Regions from separate parts of the Capsicum annuum genome. Here region 1 is linked to region 2. The links are chromatin contacts, called in public Hi-C maps. All regions are on one chromosome and are shown on one strand. The core of a region is the stretch at or near the end of the contact, and the rest is flanking DNA. Distances in the headings are between cores, read along the strand shown. Region 1 holds the start of LOC107850536 (peptide chain release factor PrfB1, chloroplastic). Region 2 holds the start of LOC124889670.

Region 1 (4,035 bases), core at 610-3,109, 350 kb after region 2:
AAAGGAAAAAAAGTTCTGAACCAACAAGATCTTAAAGTCATAAGAGCACAGAAAAAGGATGAGGACAAGGTCAAATGCTGTTGAAGTGAATCATCTAAGCCAAACAAGTTCATCAACTTTTCAGTAGAAGCAACCTGATTTTTGTTTTTGTGTATTGATGTTGTGTACTGAAACATTAGTGACTTCCACTTAGGCAATTTCTGTTTTGATTAGTGACTTAAATTATGCAACTGTGACTGCACTAATTTGATGCGTAATTGCATGATGTAAATGTGACTGCACTTTTGGCAATATATTTTTGTTAGAAATATGAGCAGCTGTGATTGCAATTGTCATTTGACTATAAGCAGTTGTGGTAAATAGTAGTTTGTGCAGTCTTGCTTAACTAGTTATGACTATAAGCAATTGTTGCAAATGGTAGTTTGTGCAGTCTTGCTTAACTAGTTGTGACTATAAGCAATTGTGGTTAACTTCATTACAAAACAAGTTGTACTATTACCAAAGAAACAAATGCTTAAAATGCAATCAATTCAACTATATTTCTTCATATATATCAAGAGAACCAATAGCTGAATACATTACAAAAGAAGCTTAAAAGAAGTTGCGCTACAAAATACAACGACCAAGTGCTCAAGAGACAGTCACCAGCCAAAGTAAATTACAAAATAAGCTTAAAGAAGCTGCACCATTCACAAAATAAGCTTGATATCTACTAACAACAACAACCACCTTAAGGTAACATCATTGAACCTTTCTTTATATATATCATCCCAAGCCAATAGCTTATAGCTATTAGTAGTAGAGAACAACAAAACACAACAAATTTAGCAATTCTTCTCCACTTCTTCTCTCTTTCTTTGATTTTCTCAACCTCTTCTTCCAACTTCTCCAATTTCATATCAACGCAATTATCATCTTTGGATTCTTTGGGCTTGTCTACTTCATGAGAAGGTTCCTCAACAAATTTCTTCAACGCAACTTTTTCAACTTCATTAACCGATGCATGATTGTCAATATATTGAAAAGACTCAACTAAATTCTTAAGCTCACCTAATTTCTCTATTAGTTTAGGAATCACATATTTGTACCTCGGATCAATATCTTCTCTATCCCTCCAACACCAAAAGTCGCAAGATTTTAGGTCATTCAATAGTGAAAAATAAAGAATGAATTAGACTTTAATAAGTCTATTGGAATAGTAAAAGCAAAAAAATTGATATCTACCCCATAATAAGAACATGCCCAAAATCTTCTGCCGGGATTCCTCAAAGTCCAAGATGTCTTCATATGCAACAAAAATTCATGATTACAACGAACTTCTTTGTACAAAGTATTATCATTTTCTTCCATGCAAAGTTTAGTCAAATTAACCGACCTCATTGCGTGCTAGAAAAATAGATTACATTTGAAATAAATGAGAAATCAATCTCAAAATTATGCTTAAATTTCGGAGAGGAAGGAGATTTTGAGAAATTGAGGAAGAAGAGAAGTAAATTAAGGTTTTGAGGATGAAATTGGGTTTATTTGATCTGGGATTTATAGCCGTTATTTAATTTTAAAAGAATATTTTCGCTTTAAAATAATATAAAAGACAAACATAGCACTTCGACAAGCCCAACAACATGCGACCTCACTTCGGCTTCTAAGGGGTGAAATAAATTCAGTTAAAAGTTGTTAAGAGGGTAAATAATTGTCATACAAGTTTAGGGTCTAAAGTAAGTTTTCACCACAAGTTTAGTGGTGATTCGATGTATTTTCTTTTTATTTTTAGTTGTGTCTGCTATTTTTAAAATATTCTTTTTTACTTACTTATTATTTCTGATGTATATCAAGGGAAAATATTTTTTTTATTTTATTGTTATCATTAATTATTTATTTTCAAAATATAATATTAAGGCGACAAGTCAAAATATGGCAAAAGGAAGGAAGGAATAAAGAAAAGAAGACCAAAAGTTTTGGACATTGTAGATTAGTCCCATCACTGATCTACGTGAGTGTGAGATTCTTATCCCTTTGCAAGTCGGAGACAGCTTCTCTCTTACTGCAGCCATGGAGGGTATGATTCAAAGTTCAGTCCCTCAATATTCCAAGCCCTTCCACAGCTTAGCGACAATGGCAAGATCAGTTCCGAATCCAAGAATAATAGCAATGCACAGGCGAAGACACAGAATTCCACAATTAACTTCTCATTCTTTTCTACCTTTCATTTCTTCTTCTCCAACGGGTAGGACATCTACTTCTTTCTTGCATGTTTACTGCAACAACAGTTGGCTACAATTACTTCTTTCCTATTTACTACTCCCGTGACTTTGTTAATTTACGCTTACCAATTTTAACTATAAATTTCAATTTTGGGGCCTTTAATTTGCTAGAATTTGTACCTACAGAAAAATCATAAAAAAAAAGAAGAAATTTTGCTTACTATGTGGTGTTTCATTAATTCGATTGAAGGTAGCACAGTTTCTTTTGCAACACCTGAGGTGGGAGTTAGCAATACTGAAACGCCTGAATGGGCCATGCAAGGTAAATTTATACCATTTCAATGATGCCAAACTGTTATCTTTTGCGCCTTAAAGAAATAGTATGATGAAGGCTTGAGTTTTTCTTTCAATAATTTTGACAATAGATTCTGCTTATATCGGATCGTTCTAATCATTTAACAACATAGGTGCATTTTGAACCTTTTGTTTTTAGCTTTCTTGCATTTTGTCTTATGTTTTTGGATAACTGTGGTGTGTGGGCCATCTGGTGTACACCTCAACTAAATCCATGCGATACCTGCATTTTGTCTGGATTTTGATAGAACTTTTAAATTGAGATGTAATGTTTGGATTAAAAAAACAGAACGATATGCGTTATGTTGAAATATTTATGCTTAGCTGCATCTAGTTTCTTTCTTTTTTTTTTTTACTTCTGCATTATTTACATGTTATGTTCTGCATTTGTAGTGGTTGCGTGGCTGTGCTTTGTAACGTTGTAAAAACATGGCCTAAAAGAATTGTACATCTGAAACCTTACCTAGCAAGACATGATAATCACCCTTACTGTGCTTTTCAAATCTTCAAGATTTTTCATCCTGACAGTCGTTATTGAACTTAACAAGCATCAGTGAGATATGATAAATGTGCTCTCCTGAAGTTTTCTCTAGCCAAATATCCTTCAGCGTTACCTGAATAAACATTTTCTGCAATGCCAACCTGTGAAGTATATTCTGACGTTTTGTTTCTTTAGTTTTGAAGGCATCCAAGATTCTTTTGTTTAAGCAACTAGTTGAATATTTTACGGAGTATGAGGAAAACTGTAAGCCCATGAACCCTGTACCAAAAGATCAACTTTAAGGAAATGGACAGTTCTATTGTCAACTTTGTAATCAATTTTACGTTTCAAAATTTGGTGGAGTGATGGCTAAAATTTTTGCAAGTGCAATAGTATTTTGCAACCATTGGAATAATCGCAGAAACCTTTATAGGAATAAAGGGAATTACCAACTATTTGAAAGAAATGAAATGCGTGGGACCTTAAGAAAATTAACATTGATATGAGCCAACGGGGCCTTAAAGAGTTAGATTACATCTTCCGAGGCCAATGCAAAGAGGTCCACGCCATGATCAAGCCTAGAGCTTAAGGATGCATTCGGTGGACCCCTTTTAGGCTCCCAAGCCCACAATGACGCGTGTGGATTATTGCTTGGAGGGCTTGAAGTATGCTTTGAAGAGCCCATGTGGGTTATTTTCGAAATAGCCACTTGTGGGCTATTTCTTGTAATAGGCTATCTTAGGCAAAGGCAACACTATAAATATGTGCCTTAACCATTTCATTTGCAATTTTGATGATATTTTGAATGAATGCTCTTTTGAGTGAATTGCAAGCTTGGATTAGCTTGTGTTGACATCTTGTTTAGAAACGTGGGTTGCTTGGGGACTCGATTCCCTTGAGGTCTACGTAAGAAATTGGTGTTCGATTCTACTAGTTTAGGGGTCTTCTGGTAAGATACACCCATTGGTTCTTGATTCTTAGAAGATTCTTAGTAGTTTC
Region 2 (4,113 bases), core at 352-2,851:
TCAAAATCTTGTATCCTTCCTTCTGCCGTAGCAATATTCAGCATGTTGTTGAGTCCTTCCATTGCTATGATGAATAGGAAAGGTGATAGATGAACCCCTTGTCTTATTCCTCTATTTGCATTGAAAAACCTTTCAGGAGACCCGTTAATGAGAACAGAAAATTTCACAATAAATATGCAAAACTTGATCCAGTTGATCCATTTCTCCTCAAAGCCCATTTGTCTCATCATACTATGGTCATAGGCTTTTTCTATATCAAGTTTACATAGTACACCAGGTCTTCCTTGCTCAGTTCTAGAAGCAATTGCTTCATTATCTATAAGACTACATCCATTATCTGTCTGCCTTGGATAAACGCCATTTGTTGTTTGTCCATCAATTTATCCACCACTCTCTTCAACCTTTCGGTTAACACCTTCGATATTAGTTTGTAAAAGCTTCCAATCAAACTTATAGGTCTGAAATCTTTGAGTTCCTTAGCTCCTGCTTTCTTAGGAATCAAAGCAATGTAAGTTGCATTGAAACTTTTTTCAAAAATTTCACTTGAGTGAAAGTTGTGAAAAGCCTCCATAATGTCTTTTTTAATAACCTACTAACACTTTATATAGAATCCCATTGTAAAACCATCAGGACCAGGTGCTTTGTCTATAGCACATAACTTTAAACACTCAAAAACTTCTTGTTCCTCAAAAACTGTTTGCAAGGCCTCCTTTTCAGCTTCTGTAATAGTTGGTAGGTTGTTGATGTTCTCAGGAGGTCTCCAATCTTCAAGTTCTATAGATAGCTTCTTGTAGAAGAATATGACCTCTTCCTTGATTCTATTTGGCTCAGAAATAGTCTCCCAGAATGTCCAACTGATCAATATATGGTTGTACCTCTTATGAGCATTAGCAGTTTGACGGAAGAATTTGGTATTCCTATCCCCTTCTTAAGCCATAGGGCCCTTGATCACTGTCTCCAAGCCACCTCTTCATTCTTTAGACAACCTTCGTATTCCATAAAAAGCGTTGCTTTTCTGGCAGTTTCCTTTTCAGTTAGAGCTCTGTTGTTCAAAAGGGACTCTATCTCAGCCATCTGATTCAAAATACTGTTCTTCTTTAGTTTCAAGTTCCCCTGTTCCATCCTGCTCCAATCTTTCAACTTTCCTTTGAGTGCTTTGAATTTACATGCTAAAACATAGTTTGATTTCCTATGAAACTCAAAATCACTCCACCATTCCTTCACTTTATCAACAAATCCTTCTGCATACAGCCACCCATTTTCGAACTTAAAGTATGACTTAGGCCATTCTCGTTGGCCACAAAGGAATGCAATTGGCACATGATCAGAAGTCACTCTTTGGAAGGTGGTTTGTTTTAAGTTGCTAAAAAGGTTGTTCCATTCTGTGGATATTAGTATTCTATCAATCCTAGAAGCAGTTGTATGATTATCCCCTTTGAACCAGGTGTAGCTGGCACCAGTTAGCTGCAAGTCAATGAGTTCCATGTCTTCTATGAAGTCTGAGAATTCCTTCATGGCTAAAGTATTCCTATTACAATCCCTTTTTTCAGACGGAAATCTGCATATATAGAAATCACCACAGATGGCCCACGGTCCATCCATTAGTCCTCTTACATCAGCTAATTCCTCCCATACTAGTCTCCTCTCTACTTACTGCTAGGAGCATATACTCCTGTAATGTTGTAATTAAAATAACAAAGTTGGGCCTTAAACTTACAGGAAAGAGTGTAAGCACCAACACTATTTCCCCTTCCCAAGCTCTGGAATCCCATAGCATTAGAATTCTTCCTCGTTCCACTAGCCTCTAAACATGCATGTTTGATCCATCTTTATTTAATTCGGGTAAATAACATATTTTTCAGTCGATCAAAATAATTATATTCGCTACTAAATATATAATAATATAGATTTACTGGCTATTATTTTTATAGACGATTATATAGTGTAGTTTTCTTTAATTGTAAAAACTAACTGAAAGTCTATGTTAATTTCATAATGCAACAAGATTAATGTTGGGTCAACCTAATATTTTAATAGAAACGTTCTTTGGACTTATTTGTGTTGTTTCATTTAGCCCAAATTTGTCTAATAAGTTCCTGTACATTCCCTTCTAGTTTAGTTTCTTGGAGGCAGACTACGTCTGCTTTCCATTCATGAATCGAATACTGTACTATTCTCTTTTTCCCCTGTTCCTTTAACCCCCTAACATTCCATGATATTAATTTGATCTTCATGAGGCAGATTGAAGACCCCCCCCCCCTCTTCCCCTTCATTCTATCACCAGCACTCTTGAACTTGACATCAAAAGTAATAAGATTCTTCCGTTATTGCACACCTTTGTGTCTAGTTCTTTTAACTTCCATTGTTTGTTCCATTCTTCTCGCTTGTCTGCTTGCAACAACCTGCTTATAAGTTCTAGTGCCTCCTCTTCAAGCCCCTGAAAATCTACTCCAAACATCTTATGAAGTTTGAGGAAATTCTGTTGTACAAGCCCGTTTTTCTGATTCAAGTAATGCTTCTTGTTGTTGGATGCATAGGGGTTCGATCTCTTGTACATCCCAAATTTCCCCAGAATTAACTATCTCCAGTTGCTTTTGTTGTGATTCGAAGTCACTTGTGACGACTTCCCCCTGTTTCTCGCATGCAGGTACTTCTTTGCTAAATTCACAGTCAATTTCCACTCCCTTTTCTTCTTCGAGACGTTTCTCTCGCGACTGGACTTCATTAACTTCTCCGACCTCTGCAGATGTTGTGTTTCTAGATTGCATGCATTGAACTGAAGAGTAATCTTCCTGAGATTCATCAATTACCACTTCAAAGAAGTTGGCTTTGGGCTCTGGGTTTAAATTATTGAAAATAACTATTGCCTGAACCAGCCCAAACGTTTTGAAGCCCAAATCTTTTTTAAAATTCTGCACATGCTCAGCACGTGTCCATTCAATAAATTTTAAACTTGGCCAACTGTCCTTCCGTGTTCTCCCTCTGCTCTGTCAACATCGACCAGCTCTGTATTCTAAGATATAGAGATTTGGAACTCTATTATCTGCTGGGTCTTCACACGATCCTCCTCCTCTTCTCCGGCGACTTCTCCACCATTTTCCGGCGACAACTCAAATGGAGTTTTTCTCTCTACCCAGATTGGGATGAGGAATTTGATTCCATCTCTAGAGATAGATACTTCACTTGGGATGCTCCGGCCATCCCATCGTATCTCGATCCTTGCCCACTTGAGATGATTTCTCAATTCTGTTTCCTACTCTGTCACCGGCCAACCACCACAAAGTTCACCAATCTCATGGAAAATATCATCCATCCATAAATGCATAGGCAAACCCATAGCCCTAATCTAAGTGGATTTGGGCTTATATGTAGTTGGTTCACAACCTGCATAAGGATTCCACCATTCTAATTTTATTCTGATTCCCTTCCATATCCAATCTCACTGGAGGATTTGTTCCACCATGTATCTATTGGGGAACTCGAATAGAAAGCAGCCATCCATCATCTCGTATATATTGACTCCAAAGACCTTCTTCCACACTGTTGAAGTCCAAAGTCTAACGTTAGATAGAGTAGGGTTTTCTGCTTTGTTCATACCAAAAGACCCAAATATGTATCTACCAAGCAATCCTTCAATTTCCCTTTAGATGTGGAAGTCTCTGAATAGTTGCTCAACCATTTATTGTTTGAGACCACCTTTGCAAAAGGCACCTTTTTACCATGTCCTGTATTGGGTCTTCATCACCTTCTGTGGAGTGCATTTAACGAAACTTTGTATCTTAAATGCCACACTCCTTCACCCAGCATTAATGTCTATTTCAGGTATAATGATGACTGATCTGTCCTCTCCCTTTAGTGATAAAATGCTCATGTATCTCCCATGAGCATTATATTTCCTGGTACCAAGGAATTCTGCTGCTTGGTCCTTGTATCTCCATCTTCTCACCTGATTTTTTTGATCAGATGAGGCTTTTCTTCTCTGAGAACGAAGCAAATCCATTCCATCACCTTTTCGCTAAGTGTGACCCTCATCAACATGTTCCTGCTTCTTTCCACCCAGTCGTACCAAGAAGCATTGTCGGAAATCCATCTGGTGATGTCGTACGAATTGAA

The links. A called contact is a pair of places that touch in the nucleus more often than the background predicts.
Region 1: a contact with region 2 is called in a Hi-C map of leaf, with 4 times the contacts expected there. The contact joins the promoter of LOC107850536 here to the promoter of LOC124889670 in region 2. A contact is called at or near these places in 4 of 5 Hi-C or Micro-C datasets (bud, leaf and placenta).

What each region holds. Positions count from the first base shown.
Region 1 is chr12:140,560,154-140,564,188 of UCD10Xv1.1, forward strand. LOC107850536 (peptide chain release factor PrfB1, chloroplastic) reads left to right here and starts at 1,860. Exons shown (of 7, transcript XM_016695125.2): 1 at 1,860-2,224; 2 at 2,452-2,523. The coding sequence starts at 2,050.
Region 2 is chr12:140,207,155-140,211,267 of UCD10Xv1.1, forward strand. LOC124889670 reads right to left here and starts at 1,602. Exons shown (of 2, transcript XM_047401649.1): 1 at 953-1,602; 2 at 593-854. The coding sequence starts at 1,602. The coding sequence ends at 593. All of the region lies in intron 6 of LOC107850574 (nuclear transcription factor Y subunit B-10), which reads right to left. LOC124889669 reads right to left here and starts at 571. Exons shown (of 3, transcript XM_047401648.1): 1 at 402-571; 2 at 1-294. The coding sequence starts at 571. LOC124889240 (a long non-coding RNA gene) reads left to right here and starts at 2,956. Exons shown (of 2, transcript XR_007047943.1): 1 at 2,956-4,113.